Linked DNA regions of Mus musculus: all the other regions are linked to region 3. Evidence: chromatin contacts called from public HiCAR-type and promoter capture Hi-C data. All regions are on one chromosome and are shown on one strand. Each heading gives the region's core, a stretch centred on a gene start, on an enhancer-like site or on the middle of the called end of the contact. The rest is flanking DNA. Distances are from core to core; before and after follow the strand shown.

What was found. Promoter capture Hi-C pulls out the DNA fragments that hold promoters and counts their contacts. HiCAR-type assays count read pairs that join an accessible place to other places.
Region 1: a promoter capture Hi-C map of hematopoietic stem and progenitor cells shows a contact between it and region 3. The contact joins the promoter of Cnot7 here to the promoter of Tusc3 in region 3. A contact is called at or near these places in 18 of 39 promoter capture datasets (the 3T3-L1 cell line, 3T3-L1-derived adipocytes, the C10 cell line and 12 more), 1 of 484 Hi-C or Micro-C datasets (CD4 T cells), 1 of 115 datasets of contacts at active chromatin or transcription factors (thymic regulatory T cells) and 1 of 9 other capture datasets (adipose tissue).
Region 2: a promoter capture Hi-C map of hippocampal neurons shows a contact between it and region 3, with 7 times the contacts expected there. The contact joins the promoter of Zdhhc2 here to the promoter of Tusc3 in region 3. A contact is called at or near these places in 4 of 39 promoter capture datasets (cranial neural crest, frontonasal cranial neural crest, hippocampal neurons and 1 more) and 1 of 115 datasets of contacts at active chromatin or transcription factors (embryonic stem cells).
Region 4: a contact with region 3 is called in a HiCAR-type map of astrocytes, with 2.2 times the contacts expected there. The contact joins the promoter of Micu3 here to the promoter of Tusc3 in region 3. A contact is called at or near these places in 5 of 39 promoter capture datasets (the C10 cell line, cranial neural crest, hippocampal neurons and 2 more) and 1 of 115 datasets of contacts at active chromatin or transcription factors (astrocytes).

The regions. Positions count from the first base shown.
Region 1 is chr8:40,509,437-40,513,623 of GRCm38.p6, forward strand. Cnot7 (CCR4-NOT transcription complex, subunit 7) reads right to left here and starts at 2,318. Exons shown (of 7, transcript NM_011135.5): 1 at 2,104-2,318; 2 at 579-790. The coding sequence starts at 695. It overlaps Vps37a (vacuolar protein sorting 37A), which reads left to right and starts at 2,347. Exons shown (of 12, transcript NM_033560.3): 1 at 2,347-2,797. The coding sequence starts at 2,673.
Region 2 is chr8:40,420,832-40,425,099 of GRCm38.p6, forward strand. Zdhhc2 (zinc finger, DHHC domain containing 2) reads left to right here and starts at 2,984. Exons shown (of 13, transcript NM_178395.4): 1 at 2,984-3,338. The coding sequence starts at 3,212.
Region 3 is chr8:39,003,036-39,007,287 of GRCm38.p6, forward strand. It overlaps Tusc3 (tumor suppressor candidate 3), which reads left to right and starts at 2,810. Exons shown (of 10, transcript NM_030254.4): 1 at 2,810-3,165. The coding sequence starts at 3,028.
Region 4 is chr8:40,306,089-40,310,058 of GRCm38.p6, forward strand. It overlaps Micu3 (mitochondrial calcium uptake family, member 3), which reads left to right and starts at 1,935. Exons shown (of 15, transcript NM_030110.2): 1 at 1,935-2,322. The coding sequence starts at 1,963. Mir7666 (microRNA 7666) reads right to left here and starts at 1,841; the gene lies at 1,787-1,841.

The DNA of each region.
Region 1 (4,187 bases), core at 1,068-3,567, 1.5 Mb after region 3:
TCAATGAGAAGGGTTTAACTGATGGTTTTTGGTTTTTGTTTTGGTTTTTTGAGACAGGGTTTCTCTGTATAGCCCTGGCTGTCCTGGAACTCACTCTGTAGACCAGGCTGGCCTCGAACTCAGAAATCCACCTGCCTCAGCCTCCCAGGTGCTGGGATTAAAGGCGTGCACCACCACGCCCAGCTTTACCTGATGGTTTTAACAGCCCACTCCAGGGCTTAGGGGGACAGTTCATCTGGTAAAAGCACTTGGCATGCAAGCATGTGGACCAGAAGGAGTTCAAACTCAAGAATCTATGCTTAAAAGGTGCATGGCCCATGTGCTGGCAATTTACATGTTTGGAAAGCAGAGGCAGGTGGATCCCTGGGGCTTCCTGGCCAGTCAATGTAGCTTAATCAGGAAGTCTCAGGCCACCAAAAGACCCGTGTCAGTGCACCCCTCCCCCCAAACACACACACACACACACACACACACACACACACACACACACACACACACACACACGTACTTATTCACTCACACACTTCCCACTTCACCCTTACAAAAGGCATTTTAAAAAGCTTTAGTCATGTCCATACCATAGCAACATAATTATATTTTCGGATAACTTGACGGATTTTCTTCATCTCTTCATCCAGGTTACAAGCCCAAACTTCACAAATTCTTTGGCTATGATCTACGGTTGCTGCTGGCATAGTGACAGCACAAGGAGTCTAGATGTGGAGCATCAAAATGTTATACTTGATTGAAGATTTGTGTCATAAAAATACTTTACCCTTTACTTATGCACCTGTTGAAATAAAAAAACACCAATATCATGAATGTGAATTATAAAACTGGGCTGGTATAAACCTTATTTATACAAAGTTCATGACTCATAACAAAATCAAGTTTTAGACAGTTCCTTTTCTCAAGGTATACAGCTAATATTTAGAGGATAAAAGCACCACACCGCCGATTTCCCAACTGAATATAAATTTCACTAATTAAGATTTGCTCCGAGTTCAATTCACTCCACACAAAACTTTGAACCATTTCAAGCCAAAAAAAAAAAAAAAAATCAACAAAATCAAACGTTTCATAACAGAATGCTTGCTTTTATTCTTCTAACAAAACATTTAAAAATCTTACTCATTCAAAGCAGAGCAGAGGAAACATTTTTCTTAAAAATGTTTTGAAAAGCCATTAGGCAATCTCAGAAACAAATATAGCGGGAGGGAGAAAGAAAGAAAGAAAGAAAGAAAGCAAGCAAGCAGGTAGGCAGGCAGGCAATGAAATGTGTACATTTAAAAATTTCTAATTTCAAAAACTGGCAACCCAAGAGAGACCTCACGTCTCTGCCATCCACACAAGGTTCACGGTATACAATGGTAAGATAATTAATCAGACGGACAGGGACCAAACACACAATAACCCCCGACAAAACCAGCGAGTTAAAAGAGGGTGGCCTGGTGTCCCAAACTCCTAAATGTACGCTGGAGAAAACAAAAGGTGATGCAGGGCACGCCTTCTTTCTTCCTCCCCTCCGTCCTCACACCGGTCCCTACACGCGCTCTACCGACACACTGTACTTTAACCCTGCTTTCCTCCACCCGCTCTTCTCTACTGCGGTCTCAGGGGTCCCTCCAAGGGGCAGCCAAGGCCTTCTCATCCCTGAGGTCGCGCGTCCTCCGTGGGCGAGCAACGTGGAGAGAGCACGGCCGCCTTCATGTCAAGGATAAGTCGCTCGGCTGGCCGCCGGCCAGGAGCAGGGTGCCTATTCGCATGGCCTAGAGCCAGACCGACTACCCCCAAAAACCACTGCCGAGGACGAAAGCCACCGGGGCCCCAAGTAGGCCACCGCCCTCCACTCGCAATTTCCTTCCCACAACGAAGTCCCAGGTACAAAGCGGTGGCGTCATCACTGCGCGCCGCGCCCCTGACAGCCCCCACCCGCCCCCCGCCCGTTAGCACCGCCGTCCCCCCGGGCTCCCCGCCTCCGCCAGTTCCGTCCCACACAGCCACGCTTAGGCGGGCGCCATCGCGCGCGCCAATCTCGGGCTCCCCACTCCCAGCCCCTTTTCCCAAGGCGCCCCAGCACGCCCGGGCCCCCGCCGGATCTACTTGGGTCTCTGAGCTCGCGCTCCTCCTCCTCCTCCTCGCCATAGAGCTAGCACCCGGCGGCGGCGGTGGCGGTGGCGGTACCGGCGGCGGCGGCGGGAGCCCCATAGACGCCTCTCGCCCTGCGAAAGGGGGAAAGGGGAGCTGGAGCGGCGCTCGGCCCAGCGCGGCGACGTCGCTCCTCGCACGTCCCGCCGAGGGCGCGGCCTGATGACGCCGGGCGCCGGGTGGGCGGGGCCCTCCCTCAGGAGGCGGGGCGGGCAGGTGACGAACGCCCCGGCGTTGGAGCAGCTGAGCCGGCAAGGCGACCAGGCCTAGCTAACTGACCCCGGGGTGGTGGTGGCCCGGAGCACACCGGGGTTCCGTCCAGCCGACGAGTCGCCCTTCTCCAGCCGCCCGCAGTGGTAGCTCGGACCCCCGGGGCCAGGGACTCACGAGCGCGGCGTGTGGGAGACGGCGCGGCCCCTGGGCACCCCGTCCGGGCCGTGCTCGATCGCCCGGGAAGCACTGGGCTAAGCGAGGAGCAGCAGGCCAGAACCTTGTAGGGCCTCGGGCCCGGGGACCCGAGGAGGATGAGCTGGCTCTTTCCCCTGGCGAAGAGCGCGTCATCCTCCGCGGCTGGGTCCCCTGCCGGCCTCACCAGTCTCCAGCAGCAGAAGCAGCGGCTGATCGAGTCACTCCGGAACTCCCATTCCAGGTGACGACTGGTGGCTTCGGCCCAGGGTAAAGTAGGACGGGAGGGCGGGCTGCTTGCAAACACACCGTGTGCGAATCCGTAGGCCGCTCCATCAGCTGCCTCCTGTTGATGGGTCTTCCAGTGGGGTTAAGCGCTTGCTTCCCTAGTTTGTGTCCCTGGTGCCCCACCGCTGTTCAGCTCCTCTCTTGACTTGGCTCATCTCCACTGACAAACGGAGTCATCTCTCTTTAATCTGTATACAGCACCCCTAGCTCACACGCTAATTTTCCTTTTGATCTACCTGATTGTAGCATTGCCTTCGAATTGTTAACATGCTAAGAGACAGTTGGAAAGATAATTCCCAACAGTTTTATGAACTGAAAATTTAAACTGTTGCAACGTCAAAGAAAAGGGAAGCCAGTGTTTTTAGTTAACTCTGTCCTGGTGACAATCCTTTTGAGTCTGTAATTAAAGCTCACCCTGTTCCAATAACCTCTTTCTGTCTTGTAATTGTTAGAGTCTTTAGACTTCTCACTTTCTTCTATTTGGCTCCACACTTAGGACTTGCCAGACAACCATCTGCATTATCTGTTGTCTTTTGAGTTTGCTTGTTGTATTGTAGTCAAACTAGAAATACAGGAAATCAGATTATTTCGACTTTTTTTCTTAAATATAAAATTGTTTGCTGCAGTCTTTTTTTTAAATTAGATATGTCCGTGGCTGCTACAGGCTTTCAAATATTAGAGCTGCTTTGCGATATATGGATTTTACAATTAACTAACAGCTTCACAGCACATTTTATAAAGCATATTAGAGATCAACATGATTAAACTCTAGACTTTCAAAAACCTTGTCACATTATACACATTATAATATGTTATACAATATAATTATGTATGTATACATACCTACTCACACATCCATGAGATAATAACATCAAGTTATTGAACACACCATCAAGGGCTATTTTTGTGTTACACATCTATTTTCTTCCCAAGCAAGTAAGCTATAACCTAAAAAAACATTGTCTAAAGAAAAATTCACTACAAAATCAGTTTGAATGAGGCCTGTTGCTGACTGAACTGAGTTTCTTGGTTGTCAACTTCATTTTTGGTTGTAGGAAAGTTTCAAAAAGTCATTTACTGTCTTTTTAAGTAGAAAAGAGTAGCTATCCTTTATTGTTGGTTTCACTGTGGAAAATTCAACTCATAAAGTTGTCCCACTTTGTCGGGTGTGATGGCTTTTCCCCACTCATGGTAAGGTCATGATCCATGCCTGCTCTTAAAGCTTTGGGTTGGCTACACGAGAGAACAAAATAGACTTGTGTAAGCCAAATTTTATGTGGTGTGGAGCTTTCATAAACGAAGACCCCGAGTCCCAGGGAAACCTTTTTGTCTTAGGAGTAGGCAGT
Region 2 (4,268 bases), core at 1,734-4,233, 1.4 Mb after region 3:
AGCATGGTGGTTTCTTAATACTTACTTTTCAAGAGACCGGGTGAAGATTTCAGCCTGGATCTGGGAGAAGAAGCAAGATGTGGAGTTTTAAAGGCAAACACAAGCTGGAGTTGAGGTCTGGGGACTGAAGGAGCGGGGGTACTGGGAATTCCAGAGGAAAGCTGGTCAAGAATCTTTCCTAGAGCCAAGATCTGGCCATAGGAATCTTGTAGTTTTAAAAAAGAATGTCTCTGAGAGGTAGTGCTATTTCATAAACTTTTGAGTAGAGCAGAGACTCCAGGAGAGGCTTTGCTGGGATGGTCTTACCACCATTTGAACCAGGATAGACAGGTTCTCCTCCAAAACAACTTCCTCTCACCTTCTTCTGCCTGACTTTACTCACCCAGAGTTCCTTGAAATCTTTTAAAAGATAACTAATACTTAGAGTTGAAATGTAGGTAGCTCTGTGGAGAGTAAATTTCTTGTGAATGGTGTACAGCGTTCAATCCATTGTCCTGCTGAAAGGGGGATCAAAGGCTGTCTGTCCCTGAGCATGCAGGTCATCCTTCCAGGCTCACGAGAGTGTGGTGTCTAGCACGGGCTCACTGACCAAAGAGCTTGCATTCAGCTATGCGGGTTTGCGCCTGTCCAATTAGAGGCCAGGCTGAGATAAATCCCATCATCGTGTGGCTTCAGACATGATTCTTCCTGCCTTCCTGCGCTAGACAGTTTCGGAGATGACAGTGAGCAGTCAGCAACTCAGTTAACAGTACCGTTAGTGCGGCAAAGAGTTGAAAATCCTTCACAAATATCGTAAGTGTGAACAATGGGTGTTCTAGTAATAAAGCGTGATGATAAAGTAATAAAAATCTGGCCTATAAAGGTGTTAAACCTGCATACAGCTTATATTGAAAGCTGAGTAGGATGTTTGCTCCTCCTGGCTGACCTCAAGCCCTGAAGGACTATGGAGGATGGTACAGGTGTCAGTGGGTATCTGAAGGGCACAGTGGCACTCCCAGGATTGAGGGTGGGGTCGACCTCCTTTGAGTCTTCAGTAATGTCCATTCATCTTCACCAGCAGCTAGCTCATCTTTACGAGGTATCTTGGTTCTGATATGGGAATCACAAGCTGCCCCCCCCCTTTGGTCTCATTATTTTATGAATTGGAAGTTGGTAGAGGATATTGAATCCACGGTCTCAAACATGCTAAACACGTGGACAGGGGAGCTACCCCCTCGATTCCTTATTCTAATCTGGTTAAGATGTGAAGCTGATTTCTAGGGGAGGAGCTAAGGATAGCAGGGGAAATTCTGTTTTCATTTTAATCTGCCCTAGAGAGTATCCAAACAGAATAAAACATCACAGCAAAATAAAGTGACTCACAGGCTAAGAACATTTCAGTGACTTAAAGTCCATCATGAGTCTGACTACTATTTCCTATGTACTTTTTTTTTCAAATTCTTTTTTATTTTTTATTAGATATTTTCTTCATTTACATTTCAAATGCTATCCCCTTTCTTAGTTTCCCCTCCGAAAATGCCCTATTCCCTCCCCTTGCTCCCCAACCCACTCATTTCCGCTTCCTGGCCCTGGCAATCCCCTATACTGGGGCATAGAACCTTCACAGGACTAAGGGCCTCTCCTCCCATTGATGACCGAATAGGCCATCCTCTGCTATATACGCATGAGTCCCACCTCCTGTTTTCTCTGATTGGTGGTTTAGTCCCAGGGAGCTCTGGGGGTGCCGGTGAGCGAGGTTGTTTCTGCGTTGATGCAGTAGCTGTTTCAGGAACATTGGCTTGATATTTAATCCAGTCTTGGGAAGATAATTGAAAAGCCAGGAGGACATAATTGGAGCTGGGTTTCTATACTTCAGCATTCTTATCACGTTTATCAAGTAATTCTACCCAATCTGGTTGTGTGGAGTAAATATAGTATTCATTAATGATATCTGGTACCTGTTACACATACTAATTGTTTATATAATGGGAGGAGTAATCTCAGAAACACGTTCCTTTCCCATTCACCAACAATTAACTGTGGGATGTTTGTTCTAACTACCATTAGAATCACGTTCCAGTGGTTTTGACAACCGCTTTAAACTCTACTATATGCTAAATTTAGAATCGCTATCACAACCAAAATCACTGTCAGGCTGGATAGGATGGGAAAGAACGCAGAGAAGGAATCGCTTGGCTCTTGGGAGATGGGGACGGTAAACTTTACTCTTAGAATCACAAGACAGTTTAACACAAAAAGAGAGAATCTTCTCTCAGCAAAGATCTGCCAGCCCTAACTCTAGTTACTGTCAATGGATTCACAACGTAAAATTCAACTTGCTCCCTCTGGCTAGGGCCTCTGGCAACCCTCTTCATGGCGATCTGGGCACCTAGGTAGGCGTTCTCATGCCCAAACACCATCATTTCGCTGGTCTGTTCTGGAAACTGACCGCACTTTGGCTACTCTCAGCCAGTTTACTGGCACCCACAAGTTAAAGCGAGAATTTTCCTGACAGATGCAAGGGTGAGGGCCTGGGCGCCTAAGGACTTGGCGCAATCCTCCCTGGGCCTGGCCGGTGAGGAGTGGGATAGCAACTGGCTGGTCCCGGGGGCGGGGCGAAGAGGGGCTGACGCTCGTCCTCCTACAAGCGACACCTTGCAGCTCGTCCCCCTCCGATCCGCGCCCTGGGAGTGGCTTGCGGCTGGGGAGGGTGACCCAAAGCGAGTGTCAATTCTCATCACAGTCCCGCGATCCAGGGCCAAGTGCAGGGGCGGGAGGGCCAAGGTGGGCACCGGGTCGCCACCTCGAGCGCCCCTGCGGTGGCCCAGGGCAAGGGCGCACGGGTAGCCGAGAGTCCGAGGGCGCCGTGGGAGTCCGCGTCCGGATCCCTGCACCCGCCCGAGGGCGCAGCCCGCCGCGCAGTGGGAGGCAGCGAGGCGGGGACCGGGCGGGGACCAGGCGGGGGCGGAGCGGAGCTTCCCGCCGCCTCGTCGCCTTCGTCCTCCTACTCTGAGCCGCCGCCTCAGCCCGGCAGAGCAGCGGGAGTCCGCGGCGCCCGCTCGCTGCCGCGGGATGGGGAGCTAGCGCCACGGCGGCCGCGGTGGCCGCAGCACAGCCAGCCGCCGCCCCCGGGCCTGTCCCGTCGGGTGCTCCGGGAGCCCCGAGCCCGGCCCCGAGCCAGGCCCACGGGCGGCGGCGGCGGCAGAGCTGGGCAGGTGTCTGCGGCTGGAAGATGGCGCCCTCGGGCTCGGGCGGCGTGAGGCGGCGGTGCCGGCGGGTGCTCTACTGGATCCCGGTGGTGTTCATCAGCTTGCTGCTGGGCTGGTCCTACTACGCCTACGCCATCCAGCTGTGCATAGGTGAGTGGGTGCCCGCGTCCCGAACCCCACACGCTGTCCCCTCGCGGTCCCGGGACTACAGCCCCGCTCTGCGATTGCTTCCACTCTGTGCATCCGCTGGGTTCTCCCCACCCCGCCGCGCGCCCTGGGCGCTTCCCAATACCTGCTTGCCTGCCGCCCCAAACCTCTCTCCCCACCACCACCACCCCAAGCGGAGGTCAGCCGGCCTCCTGGAGACCTCCTGCACTCTGTCACTCCCTTGGTCTCCCCTTGCCGCTTTTGGGTTACTGGGTCACCTCCACCCCAGGACGCACGGCCAGGAGTACCCCCTTCTGCCTTTTACTCACCACTGCCACCCCAGCCACACCCTCTCACCGAGCAGGACAGAACAGGGGACCACTGTGGTCACTGAGGCTGGGAAGCTGCCCTGGAGGCCGGAGAAGCTGCCCTGAAGGCTGGGCCAAGAATCAGAGCTGCGCCAGATATGCGATGGGGAAACACTGGCCTTAACCTCGCTCGGATGGCAGAGCCAGCTTCTTTTCTGATGGCCATAGACCCACTTTTTAAAAAATGATAACAGTACTCACGAGCGTTGTAACCGCCTGTGTGGTTTGAGGGTTGATAATTAGCCACTTTCTAATTCAAAAGGAGGCAGGAAGGGCGAGCCACTAGAAAGTATCTTTCGAAGACCTGTGAGAAATATAGAAGACTATAGTTTAGATGCTGGGAAAATAGAGAGCGGGGCAGGAAAACCATCATCTGAAGTGCATAGCATCCAGAGAACCAAGTGCCCCAGTCCAAGATAAAGCTCCTGAATTGGTGGGTGGGGCACTTTCAGCACTGAAGATTTGTTTTTTTAAGGTTGATTATTCATAAGCAGGGAATACAGTTATGAAGCTTAATGTAAACTTTCTGCCTTAGGAGGTTCCGTGAAAGCTGATGTGTGTTATC
Region 3 (4,252 bases), core at 1,560-4,059:
GGCTGGCATTTCTGTTCTCTTAGTGTCTGTGTAATATCTGTACAGGATCTTCTGGCTTTCATAGTCTCTGGTGAAAAATCTGGTGTAATTCTGATAGGCCTGCCTTTATATGTTACTTGACCTTTTTCCCTTACTGCTTTTAATATTCTTTCTTTATTTAGTGCATTTGTTGTTCTGATTAATATGTGTCGGGAGGAATTTCTTTTCTGGTCCAGTCTATTTAGAGTTCTGTAGGCTTCTTGTATGTTCATGGGCATCTCTTTTTTTAGGTTTGGGAAGTTTTCTTCTATAATTTTGTTGAAGATATTTGCTGGCCCTTTAAGTTGAAAATCTTCATTCTCATCTGCTCCTATTATCCGTAGGTTTGGTCTTCTCATTATGTCCTGGATTTCCTGGATGTTTTGAGTTAGGATCTTTTTGCATTTTGTATTTTCTTTTATTGTTGTGCTGATGTTCTCTATGGAATCTTCTGCACCTGAGATTCTCTCTTCTCTATCTCTTGTATTCTGTTTCTGATGCTCGCATCTGTGGTTCCAGATTTCTTTCCTAGGGTTTCTATCTCCAGCTTTGTATCACTTTGGGTTTTCTTTATTGTGTCCACTTCCCTTTTTAGGCCTAGTATGGTTTTGTTCATTTCCATCATCTTTTTGGATGTGTTTTCCTCTTTTTCGTTAAGGACTTGGAACTCTTTAGCAGTGTTCTCCTGTATTTCTGATTCTGTTAGCCTCTAACAGCAGACCTGGTAGACTAGCTCTCTCCTGAGTTTCAGTGGTTAGAGCACTCTCTGCAGGCAAGCTCTCCTCTTGCAGAGAAGGTGCACAGATATATATTGTTCGGATTTGCCTCCTGGCTGAAGACAAAGGCTGTAAACAGGGCCTGTCCCAGAAACTGTGAGCTTCTGTAGTCCACACTCTCACCTCTGCAGACTAGTCTTGGTGGGATCTGGGAAGGAAGATGGCTCCTGTGGATGCTAAGGCAAAGCCCTCCTGGGTGGGGTGGACACCTCTCCTCTGGCAGGGACGGTGTCCCGATGCCTGGAGCCTGTGCAGACTAGTCTTGGGAGGATCCGGGAACCAAGATGTCTCCGGCAGATGCTCTGGCAAAGGCCTCCAAGGCCAGGCAGATACCTGTCCTCTGGCAGTGAAGGTGCCCAGATCAGTTTTCTTTAAAGAAGTGTGCTCAGTACAGGTATGATGGGTATATGTTTATATTTCCAGTATCTGGAAGGTAATGGCAAGAGAATGATGATTTAAGGTAGTCTTTGTTATATCCAGGATTATAGTGTGAGACCCTGTCTAAAAACCAAAATGGAAAAAAAAAAAAAAACAGAAAACAGAAAACCATAAACTAACTTATATGAACATAATGTTCAGATAATTTTGGGAAACAAAAAACCTGAGAATCATAAAAGAGTTGTTTTATGATCTCCTTTAAAAAACTGTTAAGAGATGGATCAGTGGCTAAGAGCACAGGCTGCTCTTCTAGAAGACCTGAGTTAAATTGCTAGCATTTTCACATGATGGCTTACAACCATCTGTAACTCCAGTTCTAGGTGCTTAGATACCCTCTGCTGGCCTCTGTAGACACCAGGTGTGCATTTCGTACACATATGCAGGCAAACACTCATATACATACAATAAGAATAAATAAAACTTTAAATAAGGTGATGTAGCATGTGCATGGATACAGGGCTGAACTGCCAAAGTTTGAATTGCTGCTTCATCTTTTTCTAGCTGTACCACATAAATATTGAGTGTTAATGTGTCTATGAAATGTTTACTAAAATTTCCTGTGGTTGTGGAACAACTTTTTTTTTTCATCCTACACTATGCCAAATCAGCAGTATTTATTACTTTTGTATGGAAACTGGCTTTGCCATATCATAGCCTAGTTGCTACAGGTCACATAGAATGTTGTGATCACTACATCAAAAATCACAAGATTGAAACTGCTGTCAGATGCCATCTGTGAGCACTGTTTGACTCTCATGTGACTTATTAGCTATGCCCCTGCACTTTTGTGACCTTTTGTCATGTCTAGCATTTAACTATTGTTTCTCATATTTACAATATTGTCTAATATCTCCCCACTACAAGTATTTGTTGGTTAGCAAAGTGAATTATTTCAATGTGAATATTTGCTTTATAATGGATTCCTTAATAATTATATATATATATACATAAATATATATGGGTGTGTGTATAATTTATGCAGTTAAAAGTACTTTCAATGTCTTTAGGTTTTTCATCAGACTATCAAAGGTGTTTATCGTACAAGAGAAAAAAATCTTTAGGTAGAGGAAACAATGCAGTTACAAGATGCCTTTATTACGCTCTATTCATTTTTGAATAGAAAAATGTTGTTAGTTTCTAGAGCAATGCTGCTAACTTCATGAATAGTGAATGAATAGCTTCTAGCCAGGTTGGCTTCTAAGGGCCCTGATGGGAGGTGGAAGAAACCCCGGGGCAAAGTGTAGAACACTCATGTACATCCAGGCAACTATGTTGTGTTTCAAGTGTGGTAAGGACCTCAAGAGAATACATATAGGGGTCCCTAGCAACTTATTAAAGTGATGGGAACCTTCTGGTGCAAGAAGGCAGCGGGATGTCCTCCTGATCCAGATGGCAGGTTGGCTCAACGGGCTCATTGCACACTCCTGTGCCCTGTGTGCTTAGTGGGCAGCCCAGCGTTGGGTCAGAGGTGAAAGCAAGGGGTTACTTCTTGATGCTTGCACACAGGAAGCCCCGGAGAGAGCAGCGGAGACGCGCGCGCACAGAGCCGCTTTCTCGCCACGCCCACTTCCTGCTCCATCCCGCGCCATTCTTGTCCCTCTCCTGGTGAACCGGATGCGCTGTCAGTCTCCTCCTCCTCCGCGTCCTTAGCCTCCACCCAGCTCCCTGGAGAAGCCGCTGCCACCCCGAGGCCTTGGCCAGGAGAGGCTGCTGGCGACTGGCCTGGCGGGCGCGGGCACGGTAGGAGCTGGGCGCGCACGGCTACCGCGCGTGGAGGAGACACAGCCCTGCGGCCATGAGTGCCAGGGCCGCTCCTTCACGCCGGAGACAGGCGGGCCGCCGGTTGCGCTACCTGCCTACTGGTAGCTTTCCCTTCCTCCTCTTGCTGCTGCTGCTCTGCATCCAGCTCGGGGGCGGACAGAAGAAAAAGGAGGTAGGCTGGATCCCTCGGGCGGTCGCCTCCGGGCGGGGGAGGGCTGGAGTTTGTCGCGTTGCTAGGAAGCCCCGCCGCGTTGCTAGGCAGCGGGGACGTGGGCGCCCCGGGGGCGGGAGCTACGTGGGCGGGAGCGGGTTGGGCGTGTCCCTTGGGCGCCACGGGTTGTGAGTGCTGAGGGTGACCCTACTCCTACATCCTGAAAGTGTGAGCTGAAGTCTGAAAGCTGGTGCTTCTGAGACCCTAGCTGTGCTGTGTGCCTCAGGTGTAGGCCGGACTTTGGATGCTGGTGTTCCTAAAGGGCTTGCTGGGTGTGAAAATACCCTAAGGGGAGTACTTGCAAGCACAGAGGAACTATTTACCCATTATTCTGCTCTTCTTTATGTTAAGACGTCACATTGAGCGTGTTATTCATTCTGTATTCCTAATAATACCCTTGTAGAACTAACTGAATGCTTATGTCTGTGTTCAACCTCAGTGTGTGATCAAGAGAACAGTCGCATTTTTATTTTTAGCTTTTACACTATGCATATTTATTTGGGAAGTTTGGGTCACCTGATTTCAATTTCAACCTATCTCTAGGGCCAAGGCTGAGATTTGACGAATCTAAGTGGGTGGTAGAATAATTCGAGCTCAGTTGTGCAGAATTAATCTGGTCTGTTCGCTTCACAAAAGCATTTGCTTTGGAATTGAGTAGGATTTTTAATTGTAGACCAGTTTGGTAAGAGTATTTTGTTTATACGGTTGAAGATGGGTTTTTCTGTTGAAATTACACAAGTCACGAGGCTCATAAAAAAGAATCTGGTTCAGTTTATTATCAGAATTTCTTATCAGTAGGGTAGGGAGTGAGTGAGCGCACATTGTAATCATTTTCCTTCATTAATTAAAAAGAAATGAAATGTTAATGTGTGTGATTTGTGCACCACTTGGGTAGGTGTCCTAGGAGGAATCTGATCCCCTGGAACTGGAGTCACAGCGGGTTGTGAGCTATCATGTGGGTGCTGGGAATTGAAACCAGGCCTTCTGGAAGAGAAGCTAGTGCTCTAACAGCTGAGCCTTCTTCAGTGCTCTCTCTCATCAGCTTTGC
Region 4 (3,970 bases), core at 685-3,184, 1.3 Mb after region 3:
TAGACAATAGTGAATGAATGCAAGTGACTGCTTCTTTGACTATTTTGAGTTTCACTGTGAAGCAGGGGTGGAGGGGAATCGCTGATCTCTTTAGAATTGATCCAAGTGAGGAATAAAATTTAGGCTGAATCTATACTTACCTGAAGTTTCAAGAAGTACCAAATTCCTAATACCATGTTTTGTTTTGTTTTTAAAATCACTTTGGGAATTAAACTTAAAAAATTTCCAGATAGCATAGCAATTTGGCTATTTTTCTGTAGCAACTGCCACAGAGCAGATAACTTGGGGAGAAAACAATGATTATTCTTAACAGAGTTTGGGTTTCAAAGAAAGAAAGTACGGAAAGTTCAATAATTTCTGCGCATGAGACATTTTAATCTACATTTGAATACTCTGTAGAACTCTGTACTTCTTACAGCTGAATTTGGCTTCTCCCCAGAGAAAATAGAAATATGGCCTATAAATTATGATTGAAAAAAATAACTATGTGCATATGTCATATACATACCATTGTAATGACAGTATGTATTACTTTCCTATTTCTCTTTATAGCTTCTTAGCTTTTTAAGTGCCATGAATAAAAATCTAGTCTGTCCAAGATTTCTGGTAATAGTCCATGTTGGAATATTATAAAAATACCAGGAAATTGTGCTCAGGTCAAAGACAAGTTTAGAGGACCTATGGTACACACACATCGCCACACACACACACACACACACACACACACACACACACACACACACACACACACACACTTATACATGCATACCTTAGGGAACTAAATGCCTAAAAATGTTTGAAATCAGAGACGACAAAAAAAAAATTCCTGGGAAAGTATGGAGCTGCCATAAGTCATGCTAGTGGAATTAACAGGCTTCAGTGGAAAACAGATAACCTAAAATAGATACTGTCCTTATATGTCACAGATATCTTTTTTACCATTTTTAGGAGCTTTAAGGAAGTAAAACTGTATTAATCTCTATTAAAGCAAAACGTAACACAGCATATATAATGGGTTACTTGAAGATAAGGGGTGAGGGACAGACATAGTAGGATATAGGCCAGAAAACCAAGCAATTAAACTTGGATGTTGCTGACTATCCTTCTAGATCTGAAACTTTTCAGGGGTTCCTGGCACCGTTCCACACAAAGAGCAATGCAGGCATAACTCAGTCAGTAAAGCTGATGCTGGCAACGTGTACACACACACACACACACACACACACACACACACACACACACTGTATAACGTGCATAAAAGAGGGCACACTGCACTTCTCAGTTACATTTATACCATCAGTCACCCACACACACAATTGAGTCATAAGAATGATGAAAACCCGTTGTTTCACATATTTGACGGTTTTATTGAACTGAGTAATGTCACATACACATACTAGTAGTTCCTAAAAAATATTAACACTAACTATAAATCATTAGCCTGTCCTTGCCCAAAGTCCAGAAGCCAGCCTTATGGAGTCCAAAAATATTCATTCAGAACTGCAGACTTTATGATTGAAGCAACGGTCTGCACGCAACCACAAAGCGCTCGGAGCATCAGAGAATTCGGCACCGAGCAGGGCACCCAGAGCAGCGCGGCCTGTCTTGGAGGGGCGCCGGGTCACCCCGCAGCTCGGCTCCTGGAGTTCCGCCTCCCAGCGGTTCCCCAGGGTTGGGGGTCCCTTGCCCACAGCCGTGGTTACGGGCGCCGTCCTCTACCACGGCGTGGCTGGGCTGAGGAAGCAGGAAGGAGAACAGCCTGGACTTGGGAAGCTTTGGAGCTTCTCTCGCCCGTGCGCTGCATCCCACGGCGACTCTCGGGGAAGCACCGCCCGGGCTACGGAGGACCGCGGGTCCGCTCCGAGCTCCAGCACCGCGCCGACTTCTCGCGAGATTTCGGCCCGCCCCTCCCGCCCCCCTCCGTCCCCTCGGCTCGGCTCGGCCCGGCCCGCAGCTCCCGCTATGGCTGCGCTGCGGAGGTTCCTGTGGCCGCCGCCTCGGCTGTCGCCGGCGCTCGCCCCTCAGCAGCCCTTCCTCTCACCGTGGGGGCGGCCTGCGGGGACGGCTCCCGGGATGTCGGGCCGGCCCTTCTCCTGCCGGGAGGAGGACGAGGGGGCCGTCGCGGAGGCGGCGTGGCGGCGGCGACGCTGGGGCGAGCTGAGCATCGCGGCGGCGGCTGGCGGGGGGCTGGTCGGCCTTGTGTGCTACCAGCTGTATGGGGACCCCAGAGCCGACCCCTCGGAGCTAGCGGCCCCGGAACTCGAGGACCCGCCCCGCGGCAGGGGGCTGCTGCCCATCCCGGTGGCTGCTGCCAAGGAGACGGTAAGTGCCTGAGCGCGTGCGCGCACCGCGCAGGTGACGCCAGAGGGCTGGACTGCCAGGTGTGCCACCTGCCCAGGGAGGGCTTGGGGGTCGCGGTGACACTTGACTGACACTTGACAGTGGAGGTTGTGGAAGCACTGCGAGCTCCTGTAACAGAGAGTGAGGAACCTCCAGTGAGCAGCGTAGATCCACGCCAGGCACGTCTCTGTGCACTAGGATGCTCTGGGAGAGATGAAGATGATGCTGTCACTCATGCCTCAGCACCGTTCTGGTTGCTGCAGCTACCGTCGAGCAACCAAATACAAACCAGACACCCCACCCCACGACACACAGTGTCACAACTAAAGGACTTGACAGGCATAAACACGAAGAAGTAAGTGATGAGTGAGAGACAGCAAGAGCAAATATTCCTGGAAGCGAGTGCTGGATGCATTCTGAAGGCTTCTTTAGATATTGGAGTCTGCCAATTAGTGTACAGCAGTCCCAAGAGAGGTGTTGCTATACTGGGAAGGGAAACGTTACTCAAAAGTAGTACACCTCTCTTTCTCTTTCTCTCAATAAACCCAGAATCCCTGACATGATAGGTTAGAACAAACAGGAAGAGAGGTCATGAAAGGTGGGAAACTATGAGTGAAGCTAACTGCAGAAGTATCATATAAAAACGTTGAGCTACAATGTAGTTCTGATATAAGGTAAAGACTGTTAAGGCAAGAAGAGTAAGGGATGTGTCCTGTGTCCCCCTACCCCCCCCACTCCACTCCAACACACACTGTTCTCTGTTTAATTGTCATGTAAATGACTTCAAGAATTAGCCTAGGGAATATTTCTACATCAAGACTAAAAGGATATGACAAGATTGGGTGAAATAGTGCCCCTTTTAACCTTAATGAAATTTTGTATTTTTTTTCTCCTGTATGTAGGTCTGTAGTGGCCATGTACAAGTACCCAGCTTCTTGTGTATGTTTTGGATCCAGGTTGGCAGTGCATTTAGGTTAGGGGATCTCTGCTATCCACCTTTGCTTAGTGATAAATGACACGCACGCTGTGTAAAGTACTTTTATACAAATAAATAATCAAGTACTAGCAAACACTGTCAGCCTTCAACCCCACACATACAGACATGCTATTTTGTGGCTTAGGAGAGTAGCATGACATTTGTCTTTTGACCACGTGAGAACTTTTAGTCAACTGGAGTTGGTCTGGAAACAGATTAATGAGGTAGGGAACATGCAAATAGTGTTTTCTTTCCTCCCTTTTAAAAATGAACGTTACCTTTAAATTGGAGAAACTGGATCACGTGGTTCCATGAGTGCTCTGAAAGCTAGACTCTGACTCAACAACACTGTGGGCGTTAACTAAGTTAATAGATCTGGAACAGAATGGACCACCTCCTGCGTAGTAAACATTTGTCCGCTTTGCCTTTATTCATTTATTTTGTGGTTTTGTTTCTTTTTATGTTACTAGTGGCCAAGTCCAGGACATCATGCATGCTGCATAGTGGTCTATCACAGCCAGACTAGCCTCCCTAGGTCCTTTATTGTCTATTAGTATTTACTTACATTAGTATTGTTTCATCTGCATACAATTTTCCATGTGGTGTTTTAGAAATAAACTGATACTAACATCCCATGTCTTTTCCATCCCAGTC